Regions from separate parts of the Zea mays genome. Here region 1 is linked to region 2. The links are chromatin contacts, called in public Hi-C maps. All regions are on one chromosome and are shown on one strand. Each heading gives the region's core, a stretch centred on a gene start, on an enhancer-like site or on the middle of the called end of the contact. The rest is flanking DNA. Distances are from core to core; before and after follow the strand shown.

What was found. Hi-C and Micro-C count contacts between places; a contact is called where the count stands out from the background.
Region 1: a Hi-C map of tassel shows a contact between it and region 2, with 5 times the contacts expected there. The contact joins the promoter of LOC100282505 here to the promoter of LOC100272731 in region 2. A contact is called at or near these places in 7 of 25 Hi-C or Micro-C datasets (bundle sheath, ear, endosperm and 2 more).

The regions. Positions count from the first base shown.
Region 1 is chr2:47,332,100-47,338,643 of Zm-B73-REFERENCE-NAM-5.0, reverse strand. It overlaps LOC100282505, which reads right to left and starts at 4,042. Exons shown (of 5, transcript NM_001155414.3): 1 at 3,790-4,042; 2 at 3,518-3,669; 3 at 3,307-3,388. The coding sequence starts at 3,897.
Region 2 is chr2:47,049,528-47,055,687 of Zm-B73-REFERENCE-NAM-5.0, reverse strand. LOC100272731 (Pentatricopeptide repeat-containing protein) reads left to right here and starts at 2,656. Exons shown (of 1, transcript NM_001147184.1): 1 at 2,656-4,563. The coding sequence starts at 2,753. The coding sequence ends at 4,549. It also overlaps the pseudogene LOC109944170.

The DNA of each region.
Region 1 (6,544 bases), core at 2,793-5,292, 280 kb before region 2:
CAATTGATCTGGAGGCCCTTGGTCTAGTAAGGCACAATCTTTCTGACCTTGACTCTCCTATACCTGAGCAGGAGGTGTGGGAAACCATTGGTTGCCTACCTTCTGATAAGGCCCCAGGGCCGATGGCTTCCCATGGAGGTTTTATAAGGTTTGCTGAAATATTATCAAGGATGATGTGTCGGCTGCAGTATCAGCAGTTTGGAGTAGGAATTTTGTAAACCTTAACAGACTTAACACAGCCTTTATGACGATGATTCCAAAGGAGGGAGCTGATCAGGTTAAAGATTTCAGACCAATCAGCTTAGTGCACAGTTTTGCAAAATTGATCACAAAGGTCCTCGCCAATAGGTTGGCAAAAAGATTGAATGACATGGTCTCTCCAAACCAAAGTGCATTCATAAAAGGAAGGTTCATTCAGGACAATTTTATGCTCGTACAACAGACGTCAAGGTTGCTTCACCAACAAAATATGGATCGGCTCCTTCTCATACTAGATATAACTAAGCCTTTTGATTCTGTGTCGTGGCCCTTCTTGCTTGAAGTAATGCAGCAGTTGGGTTTTGGACCAGTCTGGAGAGACATCATCTATGGGTTATTGGCTTCTACTACAAAGGTGCTTCTAAATGGGTGTCCAGGTACAATTATTCAACATAGAAGAGGGCTCAGACAGGGTGACCCCCTTTCCCCAATGCTTTTCATTCTGGTTATGGATGTTCTTGGCCTTCTCTTCTCCAAGGCTGAGGCGGCAAGTTTACTCAAACAATTATCAGGAAGAAAGAAACTCCACACGGTCTCTATATATGCTGATGGTGTGGCTCTCTTTTTTTTTGCATCCTAATGAAGCGGATATCTCCATTACTCTTGATATCCTTCAGTTGTTTGGAGATGCTCCTGGACTTCAAAACAATGCTCAGAAGTCCAACGTATATCCTATCAGATGATCTGAGGAGACCATTTTGGAGGTACAAAGCATGCTTCCATGTGAATTTGCTTATTTTCCCTGCAAATATTTGGGCCTTCCTCTTTCTCTGCACAAATTATCCAAGCATAACTTCCTGCCCCTAATAGAGAAAATTGCTGATCAACTCCCATTCTGGAAGGCAAATTTGCTTAACAGGGCAGGGAGAAGAATCCTTGTGTAGCATGTCCTTACTGGGATGTCTAATTGTCTATCTATGCTGCAATGGCAATTGATTTCCCCCAATGGGACATTCATGCCATTGACAAGATAAGAAAGGGCTTTCTATGGAAAGGGAGAAAAGAGGTAAATGGAGAACACTGTTTGGTCGCATGGGGCAAGGTATGCCATCCTTTGCAGTTAGGAGGGTTGAGAATTTCTAGTCTCCCTGAACTTCGTTGGGCTCTTCGCATGAGATGGTTATGGCTGCAAAGAACTGATCCTAACCGCCCATGGGCAGGGCTCCCAATACAAGTTCCAAGCAAATCTAAGCTCTTCTTCTCTAGTGTGCTAATTACTGAGACTGGCAGTGGGTCCAACACTTTCTTCTGGACAGATAGATGGATCAATGGAAAAAAGGTTTCAGATATTGCTCCAAGACTGTTTGCCACAATCCCAAATAGAATAACACGTAAAAGGACTGTGCAAGAAGCTTTGTTGAACAGAAGATGGATTACAGATATCAAGGGAGCACTCACAGTTGGAGTTCTGATAGATTTCTTATCTCTCTGGGATGCTCTTTCTGTCATTGTGCAGCAGCCTAATATTGAAGACAAACGCATCTTCTCCTTGGCACCTGATGGCAAGTATTCTGCAAGTTCAGCATACAAGGGTCTGTTTGTAGGGTCAAGTTCCTTTGGGCACTACAAAAGAGTTTGGAAAGCTTGGGCTCCACCAAAGTGCAGATTCATGCGGTTAGTGGCCCAGAATAGGTGTTGTACTGCAGACAGGTTAGCAAATAGAGGATTGAATCATCCTGCAAGATGTCCTCTTTGTGATCAGGAGCCAGAACCTATCAACCATCTGTTGGCGTCCTGTGTATTCACAAGAGTATTCTGGTATAAGCTTCTAAGGAAGCTGAGCGCTCTTTAGCTCCACAGCTGGCTGCTATTTCCTTCCTGGATTGGTGGGAGAGGACAGCTGTTGTTGTTACTGGAATGACCAGGAGAGGTCTGAACTCCCTCATCACTCTTGGAGCCTGGATGATCTGGAAACATCGGAATAGAGTGGTTTTTGATGGAGTATCTCCAAACCTCACTCTACTCCTTGAGTTGGTAGTCGAGGAAATGCAAAAATGGCAAATTGCTGGGGCCAAAGGTCTTTGTTTCTTGCCCCCCTCATCCTGCTGCTTAGGGGCTTCGACTAGGTGGTTTTTAGTTTTTGGCTGGGTTATGGATCCCTATCTGTATGGTTGTTTCTGGCCTCCGTAAGGAGTGCATTGTATTTCAGGTCTTCTTAGACCTTTTCTTCCCTGCTAATATATTTATGGGGCGCAGTTCTCCTGTGCTTTTCGAGAAAAAAATAGCCTATACATTGTATTTCCATTTCTTATATGTTGAATAATATCTGTAAGGACTGAATAAAGCAGTTATCGCCAGCGCACCCCTGCCCGTAGACGCAACCTCTAGGGTTGAAGCACCCCTATGGTGGACCACCTTCACACGCAGGTGGAGGCCCACGGCCTATAGTAGAAATAGATAAACACAATCTAACATTATCATTCAAGCAAAAGTGAGCATGAGTTGAGTAATTAGGAAGCAAATGACACATTTGAGCATAGCTTACTGAACCTGAGAGAAGGATGCGAATAAAATTCAAGTTGTCGAACAATTATAAGAAAAACCACTCCATCGTCAACAAAACGTCTAATATAAGAATAGGAAACACATCACAACTTTAAAGGCTAAAAACTTCCGTGGCAGTTGAAAATAGATAGCAGTAATTGGGTCACCAGGAGTTTGCGACAGGCGAAAACTTTTAAAGAAATGTTCGAAGGGCAAACGAATTCCCCACATGAATACTTGCTGAAAACAATCTCTTCAGTTGGTTGAATATAACATTCATCACACATTTTTACGAAGCAAACTTTGACTGCTTATGATTTTATTAAAACAAAAGCACTTCAGTCAGAATTTTAAGGAACATATACCAGACAAGCACTCATGTAGTTCTAATGTCCTAAACATGATCAAGCATATATCTAACATATGCAGATACTCAAGCCGAAGCAAACTGTTTGATTTCATTCAGCTACAGTGTAGTCAGAAAGAAAGTAAAATAGGCTGCATATTAACAAGTACACTTGGAAAGTAGGAATTCAAGAGCAACAAGTCCAGATGGAGACAAACCATAGGAGGGTGCGTGAATAGGATGGCATCCTTCTCCTTGGTGTAGCTAAGGATCAGCAGCACCACATTCAGCACCACATACGTATCGAGTCATCTAAGTCAAGGATCAACAGCAACAAGCAACAATTCCACACGATTCTCAACAGAAATCAGATCTAGCGCCGATTCATCATAACCAAAAGATAGGGCAAACCAATGAAGAAAAGGATATAGGGCGATGCAGCCAAGGAGGAAATCGCGGTTCTGCGGGAACTTCTTGGGGTAAAACTGAGCGAGGAGGGCGACAGCAATCACGGCGGCTCCGATCCCCAGCTTCCAGTTGCCCAGCCGCGTGTCCTCGGTGTAGCCCTTACTCTTCACGACCTGATGGCATCACGAAACCACATCGTTGGATGATAAATCTAGAGGAACCAAGTGGTAGGAGCGATCGAGGAGGGGGGAGGAGAGGGAGGAGGTGCTAGGGTTTAGGGTGAAGCATAGTACCTCGGAGATGGTCTCGTCGAGAAGGTGCTTGATGGAGTGCGGGTCGAGGAGATTGGCCTTCTTTGGGGTAACCTTCGCTGGCGTAGCCGCCGCGCCGTCGCTCGCCATGTGCGCCGCCGCTACGAGATCGTCGACGAGGAGGGACGTGGTGGTACTGGTAGACGGAGCGAGGGAGTGAGAGATGAGAGAAGAGGGCCCTGTGAGTATTGCGGGATCTGTCAATGACGGATGGGGTGGATGTGCTGGGACCGGCAAGTCAGTCACACAAAGGGCTGCTTCTTGGTACACGGGCAGGGTCGGCCACGCGGGCAGTGGGTGGACCAATGGGAGAAAAGCAGCGCGTCACTGGAGTACCACGTCAGCACTGAGCACCCAAAAAGATTTCAAACCATGTTTGATATGCCGATTTTTTTTGCAATTTCATCCTTTTAAAAAAAATCATGTTGGGCCCCTAGACGAATTAATGTTGTTTTGCAAACTTTTACTCGGCGTCATGTCCTATTGCACCGAGGTGACACGTCTTGGCTCCATAGAACATGTCGCCCGAACAAAATGACGCGTTAGCGTGAACGCCATGTTCGTGGATGACGTGACCTAGATCGGTGCCATAGGTCTTGGTGTTGAGCTAGGTAGTACACAGCTGTGTGCACCTTTCCTCTTTCCCACGTTATTTCATTTCTCTCGTGTGCATTCTCTCTCCTGTGCCCATGCTGCGCTATCGTCGTCATGTTCCTCGGTCTAGCTCACCGCAGTCACGCCCTTCCTCATGCCCTAGCTCGTCGCTCCGCAATCCCGATTCTGAAAGGGAAATGTGCCTTTGGGCCATTTCTATAAGTGTTTTGGTGGTTAGATGTCCAACACATATTGTCGGAGAAAAAATCCTCCGGCCGGGTGGCGGAATGCACCCGCCCTAATCCTAAGATGAGGAGGGGGCCTAAGCGTTTGCCTGTTAGGTGAGTTGTCGATGAACATAAGAACACTCGAGGGTTTATAGTGGTTCAGGCTGCAGGAGCGTAATACCCTACCTCCACTGTATGTAAGTTGTATCGAGCGTGTGTCCCTTGTAACGCTGTGTCCCTTCCCTTTTATAGTTTAAGGGAGGTACATACAAGGATGCTGAGCCCCGACATGCGGGCCCAGGAGCATAATGGTAGGAATACATTATGTGAATAGTAAATGCTGACAGCACACAAAGATCCTCCGCCTTAGTAACGCATGAGTAATCAGCAGGAGTCATGATGACCGCAGTCCATGCAGCATTGATAGTCAGTAACCCTTTTCTTGGAAACGTGCGAGTAATGGTGAGTAACAACACGGCCCACGCAATGTGGACCGGGCGTGCCGCCTGTCACTGGAATGGACAGGCGCACGTCTTATCCGTAATAAATGCAAAGACGCGCGTAGCCCAGAGGCTTTATGCCAGGTTTCGCCTGTTGGCTTACACCGCGCGCAGTAAGCCATGTGGCAGCATCGGGCCTCCACCTGAGCGGGGAGCAGGAGTACATGCGATTAGGTCCGGATCCCACCAGACCAGGTCTGGACACGTGTCGGCACCGGACCCCCGCCTGGGCCCTGGTTAAGGCCCGGGTATGTTCTGTCCTAGAACCAGGGACCCCACCGTGGGCGGCCCGGACCCCATACAGGGAGGTCCGGATCCATTCCAGGGGTCCGGTTCGCACACGTGGAGGTCTTGGACCAAACTTGGAGGCCCGGACCATATATACAGGGGTCTGGCACCTTCACATGGGGGTCAAGACACGTGGCGGCACCGGACCCACCCATGTGGTGGGGTCAGGTGCTGTTGCTGGCCCAGAGTAGTCACCCGAGGCTGGGGCGAGTCATGGCCTGGTCCCACATACAGCTCTTTTACCACGCGACTAAAAATAGCCGCGTGGATACTGCATCTTTGTACAGTAGTAAGGGGTACCTAGTTTCAGGGTACCGATAGTGGCCCCCGAGCCCACCTCAGGGGAGGATGCGAGCCTGCAGGTGGGACCAAAGCTTATACCTTGCCTCAACATGGCCTGATTGGTGATTGGCACATTGTTTTAGCATGTCTGCTGATGCGCCCACTATCAATCCGCCTTAGGTCACGTCAACTGCCATATCTGTCCCCGCGGCTGACTGACCCATGGCCCCCACGCCTGGTGGTTTCGTTGGGCCACTGAAAGGGAAATAGGGTCAAACCTTTTCCTAAATGATTTTCGTGGTTGAATTGCCCAACACAAATAATTAGACTAACTAGTTTGCTCTAGATTATATGTTCCATAGGTGCCAAAGGTTCACAACAAACCAATACAAAGTTAAAAGAAAGGGTTTAAAACAAAGGAGCAAAGAAAACCGAAGGCTGCCCTAGTCTGGCGCACCGGACTGTCCGGTGTGCCACCGGACAGTGTCCGGTGCACCAGGGAGATCAACTCTGAACTTGCCACTTTCGGGTTTTTGGAAATTGCTCCCCACTATAATTCACCGGACTGTCCGGTGTGCCAGCGGGAGTAACGGCTAGCGCACCAACGGTCGACTGCAAAAGTGAACAGTCAACAATGCGGACTGCGCGCGTAGAGTTAGAGCAGGCGCCAGAAGGCGCACCGGACAGTGAACAGGACCTGTCCGGTGCACCACCGGACTGTCCGGTGGCCCAGCTGTCAGAAGCTCCAACGGTCAAACCCTAATGGTTGGGTGACATGGCTGGCACATCGGACAGTGTCCGGTGGCGCACCGGACTGTCCGGTGCACCCATCGACAGCAGAGTTCC
Region 2 (6,160 bases), core at 1,407-3,906:
CCATTAGCGATCGTGGTGACTCTTCAGGGTACATTTTTGCCTCTGGATATTTCTTAATTCATGGCGTAGTAAGATGCTCCATTATTTTTATAAATTTACTTGCGGTTCTAGGGAGGTAAAGACTAAGATTGATGGGGCATCGAAGAAAAGATAAAGGACAAAAGCACTACTATGGACACCGGAAAAGTAAACAACGAAGAAAGGGAGATTAAGCAACATAATTGTACAGTTGATCCTGTCAGTACACAATAGAAGAAAAAGAAAAATAAGAACATAAGTGATTTTAAGGTCTTGTTTGGCAGAGCTCTGCTCCATGATTCTTTAGCTTCGAGAGCTAATTCTCCAATAGAGTGATTCCAAATGATTCTCAAGTAAAAGTGAATCTATTTGACGAAAAACGTTTGGCAAATTGTGCGTGAAGTGATTCGTGAGGTGTTAGAGCGTGGGGAGCAGCGGGAAGCAGGTTTTTAGCTCTCACTCCCACTATGGAGCAACCTAGTTTTTAGCCGTTTAGCTTCTTAGAAGTGATTCTCGCTAGGAACAGAGATGTGGGAGCTCTGCCAAACGCCCCCTAAGGATGATGCCAGTGAGCAATCTGCTAAGAACAACAACATATTAGTATCTTGAGATGTCCCTTTGTAGATGCTTTTCACATATGAATGTTAATCACATGGTTCAGTACCGTTTGACAATGTTCTTCACCAGAATTCACTGATAAAGACAATGAGGAGGCAAGTGCACATGACGCTAGTAAAAAGAACAAGAAAAAGAAGGGCACATGACATAAACAGAAGTGAAAATCAGGCAACAACTGGACTTGGTGAGTCAGATAACAAGGAGCCACTCCAAACACGAACATTTGCCAATGGTATGATAACTCAGGAGGTAGAGATGGGCAAACCTGATGGTAAAAAAGCCACACATGGGAAGAAGGTAAAATTTCTAGCATATGAGGAGCTTCAAAGGGATGATCCCCTCCTAGCTACCCATTTCCGGCCTCATGCAATTCTAGCATTTACATGCTTTCTTCATGACATGCATGCATCTTTTTTTGCATGTCTATGGCCAATTTTACTACTTGAGCCCCTGCTTAATAATGCTATTTTCTTCTTCTTCTTAGGTTTCTGTTAAATATATTGGCAAGCTAAAGGATGACAATATTTTTTACTCCAATGTTAGTGGAAGACATTTTGAGTCTAGACTAGGTAATTACCCTCTAACGTTACTCCAAATTAGTACCAAATGGATGGTTTTAATGATGCGTTGCTTGTAGGTGTTGGGCAGGTCAGTGGCTGGGACGTTGGCCATATGTATTATATATTTGCCTTCATCATGGTATTAAACACAATTACTGATTAGTGTTTGTTAACATATATGTGGGTTGGGGACAAAAGGAGACTCACCATTCCACCTTCCATAGGGTAAAATGCATTGGCATTTTAAACTCACCAGTCCACGATAACAAATCAAAATTTGCAACTTAACCTCTTGGTAATTTGTTTTTCCTTCTATTCATATGGATCTTTAGGTGGTGGATGTGAGTGACACAAAGGAGTGTGTTTACATCTGGAATGCAAAAAAATTGTTTTCTGTCCAAAAGAGTGGGGTAGATACCACAAACTAGACCCTCATCTTTGATGTGGAGCTGGTGAACGTAAAATGAAGGGAGGACCAGATCACAAGATCCACCATGAGAAACTGCAGAAGTTTCAGAAATTTTGTAGCACGTCATTTTCTATAGATATAGGGTCTTGTAAGTGGATCTATCTTTGCCGTTATCATACTTATATGAACTGAGTTTCAAAAAGAACTGTTAACAGTTAACTGTTGCTACTTGAGATAATTCCCATCTTACTGCTGATTTTTCAAGTGCCATTTGGCATTCTTCTGATGCCCTCAAAACATAATTCGAATGGTTGAAATGGTTGGCTGCATGTATAACTTCACGTCCATTGCGGGAGTTTGTCACCGGGGGTGGAAATTCTGTTTTTTTTTAAATATCGGTTCAGTTTTTCGGTTTTAAAAACTTCAGTTTTACGTAGAACTGTTCAATTTGCCAGAAAATGAAAAATCGAGAAGTTCAGTTTCAGTTTTTTACTTTGATTTTTCAGTAAAAATAGAACACCAAACTTGGTTATATGACAATATATACAAGTTTACATGATATATCATAATTTTAAAAAGTAAAAATTATATAGATACAAAAAATTATAAATACATCATAAATTATATAAAAAGTGAACAACAATTTTATTGTATCACATATTTAGTTCATATAATCAAACATTTCAATTTTATAATCGATAGGTATTTCGGTTCGGTATATGATAACACCAATTACTATACCGAACACCGAACTTTATAGATATAAAAACCGAAACCGATTACGATATCGAACATCGAATTTTGTAGATATAAAAACCGAAACCGAACTGAACTATAAAATACTAAAATTTGGTTCTATTCGGCTCGATTTTCGTTTAAAAAGTGGCCACTCCTATTGGTCACATCATTTTGGCCTGTGTTCAGGCGAGAAATATGTTCGACATATATTTTTATATAAAAATAAGGTTACTATAAATTCTTCCTAATGGAACCGAAATTTTGCCTGGCTCTTGAGAGGCTAGCTTTTGGCTTGGGCGGCTAGCTGTTGGACGCCAGCCAGAGCCGCTGGCTGCAAGCGGCGCGCCCGGCGCCCACACGGCCACAGCCACGGTCCATCGCATCCCGAGCGCCGAAATCCAAACGCACAATGACTTCGCCGCCCCCGCCCCCGCCCCCCACCGTGTGCGTTCTCCTCCCCTTCTCTCCCTCGTCCGCCGGCCGCCCTCACCACTCGCGCCACCCCGCGCGCCGCCGCCTGTGCGTCCGCAGCTCAAGGCCCAGCCCACCGGGCATCCCCAACACCAGCACCAGGCCGCCTCCGCTGCCGCCGCGCCGACTGCACGGAGCAGACCGCCGCCTCAGCGCCCTGATCCACCGGGGCGACCTAGACGCGGCGCTCCGCCTCGTGGGCTCCTCGCCGCGCCCGCCCGACGTTCCGCTCGCCAACCGGCTTGTCCGCGACCTCTGCCGGCGGGGCCGCCCCGCCGACGCCGCGCGCGTCGTCGAGGCGTGCGGGCCCGAGGCCACCGCCGCCACCTACGGCGCGCTGGTCGACGGGTACTGCCGCGCGGGCCTGCTCGAGGACGCGCGCCGCGTCGTGGGCGGAATGCCCGCGCACGTGCAGGCCAGCAGCGCGTACGCCCACAACCCACTCATCCACGCGCTCTGCGAGCGCGGGCGGGTCGCGGACGCCCTCGTGGTGCTCGACGGCATGCTCTGCCGCGGGTGCGCGCCCGACGTGGTCACCTACAACATCCTGCTCCAGGCGGCGTGCAAGGGGAGAGGATACCGGCAGGCCCTGGAGCTCATCGATTTCATGCGCGCAGAGGGGTGTGAGCCCAACAACGTGACGTACAATGTCATCATCGATGCTATGTGCAGAGAAGGTGATGTAGACCAGGCACGCGAGCTTCTGAACAGCTTGCCTTCTAGAGGTTGCAAGCCCAACACTGTCAACTACAACACTGTTTTGAAGGGTTTCTGCAGCATCGAGCGATGGGTGGATGCTGATGAGATTCTAGACGAGATGGTTCGTGAGAACTGCCCACCAAACGAAGCAACACTCAATGTGATCATCAATACCTTGTGTCGAAAAGGATTGCTCCAGAAAGTTACTCTGTATCTAGAGAAAATGTCAAAGCATGGATGCACGGCAAATGTTGTTACATACAATGCTGTAATCAGTGGGATGTGTGAGCAAGGAAATGTGGATAGTGCCTTGGAGTTACTCAGCAACATGCAATCCTTTGGTTGTAAACCTGATATTGTCACCTACAACACTGTGCTAAAGGGTTTGTGCAGTGCTGATAGGTGGGAGGATGCCGAGGAGCTAATGATTAAGATGTCCCAGAATGATCGCCTCCCAGATAACTCGACATTCAATACTATTATTAGTTTCTGGTGTCAAAAGGGATTGATTTTGCAGGCCTTTGAAGTCTTTAAGCAAATGCCTGAGAAAGGCTGCAATCCTAATTCAACTACTTACAGTACAATAATAGGTGGACTAACCAAGGCTGGCAAGATGGAACAAGCCCTTGAGTTGTTGAATGAAATGGCCAACAAAGGATTCAACACAGATAAGATGTACCGGGTGTTAACTGAGAGTCTGAATAAAGAGGATAAAATTGAAGAGGTAGTCCAGGTGGTTCATAAACTGCAAGATTCAGGCATATCACCCCAGACAGTACTCTACAATACAGTACTGTTAGGGCTTTGCAGAAATGGGAAAACAGATTATGCTATTGATGTGCTTGCTGATATGGTGTCATGTGGTTGTATGCCTGATGAATCGACCTACATTATACTCATAGAAGGTTTGTTTTATGAGGGCTATTCGAAGGAGGCAAGAGAATTGCTAAGCAGGTTGTGCTCAAGAGATGTACTTTCTAACAGCTTGATCAAGAATGAAGCTTTGTTGTTAGATCAAAATATTCGATCTTCTTGAGTCACGATTAATTCAAGAGCATGTGTGCACTTTTAACATCATTGTATGTAGTGGTGGAGTAGGTTAGCACTTACACATTGCTTCAATTTTGATTGTAAGTCCTCTTTGCTTCTGGCATATTGTAGCGTAGAGCTTAGTTCTCTGTCTTTTTTTATTGTTATTTCTCTAACAATGTTAAATATCATGCCTGTTTGGCTGATTGTAGTTGCAATTTTTTATGCATATTTACAGGATGTGAGCACATTGGATTGTACACATGGTTTGATGTTTACTTTCTGGATTCACGTTTAGCCAAGGCATCCTCATATCCAAAATATAAGTCGTTTCAGGCCTGTACTTTGGATCAGTATTCTCTATTTCTGTCTGGAGGTACTTGCCTCTGAATTTAGGTTAAGATGGAATGTGTAGCCAAGTTTAAGGAACAAGATATTGTAGGATTGCACCTGTAGAAGCGAAAGAACAAGGGATGAGCACTTTGTTGCTCAAGTGCATGCGTTTTATTGCTCCTTTCTATACGCAATTCTCCACTGAACCCATTGACCTAGGTACCGAGTCTGTTATGCATACGTCTTCTCGGACTCTTTATTCATTTGTTGACAACATAAATTCAAACATGAGAAAGGGGGTGAGTATTACAGGAGTTCCTGGATTACTTTGTTTAGAAACAAGTGATCCATTTTTTTAGTTGTTTGATATACAATAAAACACATAAATGGACATTAGCCCTTTGCCTCTGAGATCAGCATAGTAACTATTCCTTTGTTTTAATAGACTAGAAAAGTTGGGTTTGGGTCCAATGTGAGATCAATTCCTAGTTATGATTTACTTACTTTAGAGTAGCAGAAGTGGGATTTAAAGAACCACCACACAACTGGAGCTCAAGTTACTTCTGACGGATGGCTGATTGGCTGACCCCATGTTTGTGCCATTTCAAGAAAAATCAGCCTTGTGATATTTATTGTTTTTATTATGATAATAAAGATGCAGGCTCATGCTCTGTTATATTAACCATATGCTCAGTTAGATTAATCCATTGAATTCGATCAAATTCCCCTTCTATGCCAATTATATTAACCTCTGCCTCCTAGGTGAAAATATAGCAGTGCTAAACACTATTTTCTAGGACACCACTTCTGTACATTACATGCGTGTGGCCTTGTTTTCTGTGGCTGCGGTAGGAGCTAAGGCATAAGGCAGCTAACTGCTAACATGCTTTGGAAAGCTGTATAAGCACTACGCGCTAATGCTATGGACATTGCATTAGTGGATAGCCCTCTAATTTCTCTGTTATGGCCATCGCATTGCATTTCATGAGTCCATACTCCACATACATCTTTTCCTCTACTTTCATCGATGGCAGTGTCCAACCTTACATTGCTGCATTTCTATCTTACAGCCTAGACTGGTTAGGTTAGCACGTCGTCTCATTTGAATATTGTTTCGCTGTGGTGTAATTTCCTGAACTGTGCAGTGCAGTCTTGGACAGCTACAGCCTACAGAAAGCTCTCCAGCCTGGATATCTTGGAAGACTGAAATCCTGGTCTTCATGGTCGCCTTTTACTTATCGACATGTTGTTCATTGTCTGGATGATTATCTTCCTTTGACCATTT